Linked DNA regions of Mus musculus: region 2 is linked to region 1. The links are chromatin contacts, called in public Hi-C maps. All regions are on one chromosome and are shown on one strand. The core of a region is the stretch at or near the end of the contact, and the rest is flanking DNA. Distances in the headings are between cores, read along the strand shown. Region 1 overlaps Ryr3 (ryanodine receptor 3). Region 2 has its middle 16 kb from the start of Ryr3.

Region 1 (2,980 bases), core at 366-2,865:
TAACAGAACGGTGGCCAAGCTCCCATCTTTTGTGTGCCAGCACTGTGTCCACCATTGCTCAATCTGGCACCACAAAGCCATGACAATTGTCCCTTAGTCTTTAGGCAACTGCCACCACTGATATCCTTTGCTGTGCCATGCTTCCTCTTCTGGAGTCTCCTCAGGAGACTGGATTAGTGTTTTCATTCCTCAGTCTCATACCCAACCCACCGGGGCTCCCTCTTCTTCACTGCAGGTCAGCATGGTTCCTTATCATTTTGTTTGACAAGAAGCTGGCTGATCACATTTCAAGAAGCAGGAGAGAGAGGGAGAGAGAAAGGGAGAGAAGGGAAGGTGAAGGAGAGGGGAAGGGGAGGGGAAAGGGAGGGGAAAGGAAGAGGAGGAGAAGGGGAAGGGGGAAGGGGAGGGGAAAGGGAGGGAAAGGGGAGGGGAAGTGGGGGGAGGAGAGAGACCTTTAAAATCTGCCTCCAGTGACATACTTATTCCACAAGATTCCAGCCCCTAAAGTTTCCATAAAGTCCCTAAACAGCACCACTGACTGAGAATCAAATATTCAAATATAAGAGCCTATGAGGGAGAGTTCTCAGTCCAACCACCCACACCTGCCACAACTTTCTCTTGGTCTCCTACAGACCCCATGAGAGGTCCATCAACACTGCCTCACTTCTTTCTAATATTTCATACTTGGCATGCACAACACCTACAAGAAGCCGGACCCTATCAGTGTAGATTCATACTTGGTTTTATCCTCTTGATCCCTTCACAATCACTACCTGTCCCACGGGGAAACCTGAATCCTGCTTAGTGTCCTTCTGTTCAGCCCATTTCCACAAGTTTGCCTTCCACAGTAAGTCCTAACGCACAGTCACCTTACGTTCTTGCTCCTTCTTTGTCTGTGCCCGCCCCTCCTGTTTCCTCTTACATACTTTGAAGCTGTGCTCAATGTAATCCCGGGACTAATAGTGCCATCTACCAGCCCTCACTCTCTTGCTTGACACCTTGGTCCTCGTGGTAGAGTCTTTTATCTGGATGCCTAGAAGCGCTCTTGTGGAAATTCCTTCTTTACAACAGGATTTTTATATCTGACATCCCTGGGTCTTAGCTAATGGTGGAGGAATATGATGCCAGTAAGAGTAATATGCTCTGAATGAATATTCAAAATAAACTTTTCCGAGGCAGTGGGGGCAACACACAGCATTTTAAAGATGAAAAGGTGTGGATTGATGGCTATATGCAAGTGAGGGCAGGCACAAGATAAGGTGAGAGCCTGTGATTGGCCAGTGGAAAAGGTAGGCCGGTGGAGATTTTTGGAGACTGCAGGAGAGCATAGAAAGAGAGGGAAGAAAGGACGATTCCGATTCCATGTTGCTTTAAAGAGCCACAGGTATCTATGCATATCATATAAGGGATGGATAATTGCAGGACAATTTGTCTTATCTAGGCGGGCAACTTATACCAATATCAATTAGCTCTGAGTAAATTGTGTGGACGTTTTGTGGGGTGAGCATTTACTGATATAAATCTGACTTGTAATTCCAAGCCTCTAGAGTCTTGATTTTACCGGGTTACGGGGATTTGGAACTGCTGACCACAGGGGTTGGATGGCTGGGAATGTGAGCAGAGTCTGAGTCAGAGAACTGAGAGATGGGCGGTCTCTGCTTGGGGCTAGCCATGGAGGCAGTGGGGTCTCCGGTGCCCAAGAGTAGCCAGTGAGAGCAGGATGGTGCAATTTTTAAATATTTCCTGCAACAGAAAGGCAGCCAGGTACTATTCATATGGACTTATGCTTCCTCATAAAGGTACAGATCTGTTCACTGGCTGTTTGTATAAACAGTGCTATGTGGTCAAAGGCTTGAGTATGTTGTTATCAGAATATCTGAAAAGTGAATAGAGGAATTCCAGAAAAGAGAACCATCACAGGTTACTGTCAAGGGTTTGAATATTGGTTCAGGATATACTGTAAGGTATGCCAAGAAAAACAACTGTTGGAATGCCAACTATGAGCAAAGACTCAAGCATCTACTAAGCTCTAGGGTGGCGAAATTTGGTGTTGAAGAGGGGCTTAGAAAACAAAGACTTTTTATTGAAGCCCAGAAAAATTAAATTCCACACATAAGAAGTATACTCTAAAGTGTGTGTGTGTGGGGGGGGGGAAGGAAGCTAAAATACACCAGGGCAGTATAAGAACAAGTAGGAGACCCATCCATAATTTAACTACTTTCTAAAACAAGATACAATCTTCCAGGGGAAGATAAAAGGAAGCAGAATAATTACAAAAGTACAATGTCCAGAATACAGCTATGTTTCTTAAAAAGACACTAAAAGGAAAAAAAGCATCAGGAAGCCTGAGGCTGAAGTAGTAAAGCGTAAGGCTAGCCTATGCTACTCAGTGGATGGTGAGGCCAACCTCTGCTACACAATGGAACCCTGTTTTTGTTTGTTTGTTTGTCATTTCAAATGCTATCCCAAAAGCTCGCTATACCCTCCCTCCGCCCCGCTCCCCTACCCACCCACTCCCGCTTCTTGGCCCCGGCACCCTGGTTTTTAAAAAGAGAAACATGAGAGATAAGAACAATCAGGCAACCACCAGAAACAGTTATTAAAAACTAATACTTAAGGGCTTTAAATAATTATTATAAACATAAATTTGTAGGAAAAAATGGAATGGTCAGTGAATAGAAAATCTCAGGAGAACGTGCAGAGCTCTAACGTAACATTTAAAAACAAGGGATCAAGGGATCAGCAGTTAAGAGCATTGATATCTCTTCCAGATAGCATGGGGTTGATTCCCAGTGCCCATATAGTGACTCATAACCATCTGTAACTCCAGTTCCAGAGATCTGATGCCGCCTTCTGCCCTCCACCAGCATGTCACACATGTGAGACAGGAAAAACACCCACACACATCAAGAAAATCTCAAAAACTTCAATTTAAAGCTAAAATTATCTAAAATAAAAATTTCTTAAAGAGGTTTAATAT
Region 2 (3,011 bases), core at 353-2,852, 220 kb after region 1:
CCACAGAGTAGAAGGTGAGAGCCAAGTCCTATGAGTTGCCCTCTAACTTAGACATGTGACATGTTTGTATACACACACACACACACACACACACACACACAAACAAACAAACACGCACAAGCACATACATACCCCAAATAAATAAATGTAAAAATCATTTGGAAATGTGAAGCAATGCTATTTTTCACTAGCAGGTGAAGTAATGCAGTCAAGTTTAAGTGAAATGCCGCGTGCAATGAGACTATTACTGTTACTTAAAAGTTGGTTAATATTTTTAAATTATTCTTTTTAACTTCTAATATCATAAATATTATCAAGTACAGTTTTCACAAAAAAAACATGTTTTAAGATCTAATGGACCCCAGCATCAGAACTGGTGACAAACCAATTCCAGATACCACGCTCTCTTTTTAACTGCTGCAGGAAGCAAGTGGGGTGAGTAGCAGGACTTAGAAATGACCAGCTGGCCTCAGGGACTGGTCATAAACCCTGGAGTCTGATTGCAAATCAAAAGTCATCTTTCCTATTCCTTCTGTGTCATTGACAGAGTCCACGAGGGCCTTGAGCCTATACACACTGTAGAAGTGTGTGTGTGTGTGGATACGGCTTCACTCACCTTCAGTTTCCAAAGTGTATTCACCCAGAGCCTGACAGACAGCTGGAGCCATTCACAAGGACACTACAGCTTCTGGGAAGGTCTAGAAAGTGGGACAGTGAGCCAAACGTAGTCTGTGGAGCCTGGGGCGTTCCAGGGGCTGTAAAGTTGCTAAGTTCATAGATGCTGCAGTGTCCGGTTAGCACACCTGTTTGTACAGCATAGATGCTTCAACCAAGTGTACATTTGTAGTTGGTGACATTGAGCTAATCCTGAACAAAGGCTCACGTGTCTTAGTTCAGTGTCCTGTGCAAGCCTAGTTTAGAATATCATTTCCATCTCCATTGAACTAGTCTCATGGCTTTGCCAGGTGTGAGATGTCGAGTAAACTTCTTATCTTCTCATAACCTCAGTTTCTCCATCTGTAAAATGGAAATAATGATGATGATAATGATGCTGATTCCTGCAAATGCTGTGGTGAAAGTTAAGCAATGACAAAACCCTTAAACAGGATTAACACATTCACATGGCTCAGTAAAAGGCCTGAAAACATGTTCATTACAGCTGCTAGTGAATGCCTAGCTAGCACTTACCCATATCAGAAAAATAGATGAGCCAGAAAATGGGCTTTCTGCTCTTATTTCATAGTTAATATTTAATATGCTAAGCACTAGAGAGACCAATTATTGGTCACAGTCCCTGCTGTGAATGAGAGCAGATAAAACATGAAGCATTTTTCTTGCTTCTGTTTCATTCTTTTCCAACTGTTGAGGAAAGAGAAAGAATGGAGGGGGGAGGAGTCGACCTTCATTGACTAAAGAAAACTCACTTCCATAGTGACCTGCTGTGTGCATGAGCAGCTATGCCCATCCGCCCAAGAATGTCCTGTCATTGGATAAGAGTTTTTTCCTTTAGCTCAGAAAGGACACAAGCATCGACTAGCAGCTTGTTTGCTTGTGGTTGTTGGAAAAGCCTTGGGGCAGAGCTGGCTCACATCTGCATCTAAGAGAACCCAGGTCCTAATGCCCACATGTTTGCAATGTGACACATACATAGCTTAGAAGTTTGTCACACATACTGAAGAAGCCACATGATTTGTGTCCCAGGAAAGATTGTATTCATGTGATATTATTAGAGATGAACTCCAAGTGATGTGTCCATCACTGTAACCAACTACACAGAGTCCTCCACTCAGGAGTCCCTGAAGGCTGTGTTGTCAGAGATGTTTGCCCCATGCCCCTGGAAATTGCCTTCAGTACCAGGGTACCTGTGGCTTGGGTAGTAGCTAGACTTGAGACTGAAAGGGCGATTTAAGGAACCACTATCCTGTTTGGCAGAGAGTTGGGGATTGCTTTCATGTTTTCCTGCTGAAGGAATTAGAAGCTGCACACAATTACGCTGACTGTGTGCTCTGGTATACATTTGAGTTAAAGTCAAAGTGAGCAAGAAAGGGCCATCTCACTAGAGACAAACCTGTGGATCCCAACTTGGTGCTGAAAAGGACAAGCTAATCCAAGGGTTTGGAACAAAATGTTATGAAGAATATGCCAACTAAAATGAATGATTTTTGCTATTCTTCTCGTTTATGAAGGACACAGCAGTGCCGGGGGGGGGGGGGGGGTCAGAAAGAAGTTAACAGAGAAGCACACAATGTCCCCAGAAAAGCAGAAGGCCAAAAGGATATCACAGAGCCCTCTGCGTGGGTAACAATCTGTTTCCATCAATACCCAAAAGAAAACAGGAGTGGGGTTCTGCGAAGAGTGAGGAATGTGGGTTAGATCATGAGAACTCTGTGGCTAAGGTAACAGCAAGGAAGGGCCCAGAATGTATGGGATAAATGGGAGGGTCCCTGAATGTTTGCAGTTGGTAGCAAATTGGAAATGTGGTGACTCACATTGTGTAACAGACTCTCAACCTGAATTCAAAGTTAACTTATGGCCTCAGATGGCAATAGGCAATGACTAGGATTAAACCAGAATTTAAAAATAACCAAGGCAGGCGGTATCAAGCAGGGAAGAGTAATTATGCACTCAATGGTCAAACCAGGACCAGAAGATTGTATGAGTTCTTTTTTTAACACCCTACATGGACTTTCTTGTCTGGGATATCTTTTTCTCCTGAAACAGTTGAAGCTTCTCAGGCGTCTGGACTCACACAGTCACAGTTACACTACTCTGCCCTCTAGTGGCCTAATGTGAATCCTAGTTCCCGATAAGACATTTGAATTTGTTTTGATCTATCAGTTTGTATTAAGATTTTCTGACAGTTTTTCTATGCAACAAATACAATTTCAGAACTTTCAGAACATAAACAAACAGCACAAAACTATAGTTCCTTTTCTATTCCTTATGAAGAGTTTAGAAACTAGGGTTCAGGAGAGTGTCTGTGATAATTCATTAGAGAGAGAGAGAGAGAG

What was found. Hi-C and Micro-C count contacts between places; a contact is called where the count stands out from the background.
Region 2: a contact with region 1 is called in a Hi-C map of muscle stem cells, with 2.1 times the contacts expected there. The contact joins two enhancer-like sites. A contact is called at or near these places in 2 of 484 Hi-C or Micro-C datasets (embryonic stem cells and muscle stem cells).

What each region holds. Positions count from the first base shown.
Region 1 is chr2:113,016,491-113,019,470 of GRCm38.p6, forward strand. All of the region lies in intron 2 of Ryr3 (ryanodine receptor 3), which reads right to left. Among named protein-coding and RNA genes, the nearest start is that of Ryr3, 200 kb to the right of the region's middle. Within about 2 kb of position 1,616, at least 6 of the 459 cell types and tissues checked have an H3K27ac peak or open chromatin away from gene starts, as enhancers often do. A contact at or near this core is called in muscle stem cells, where this site is marked.
Region 2 is chr2:113,231,974-113,234,984 of GRCm38.p6, forward strand. No RefSeq gene overlaps it. Among named protein-coding and RNA genes, the nearest start is that of Ryr3, 16 kb to the left of the region's middle. Within about 2 kb of position 1,603, at least 16 of the 459 cell types and tissues checked have an H3K27ac peak or open chromatin away from gene starts, as enhancers often do. A contact at or near this core is called in muscle stem cells, where this site is marked.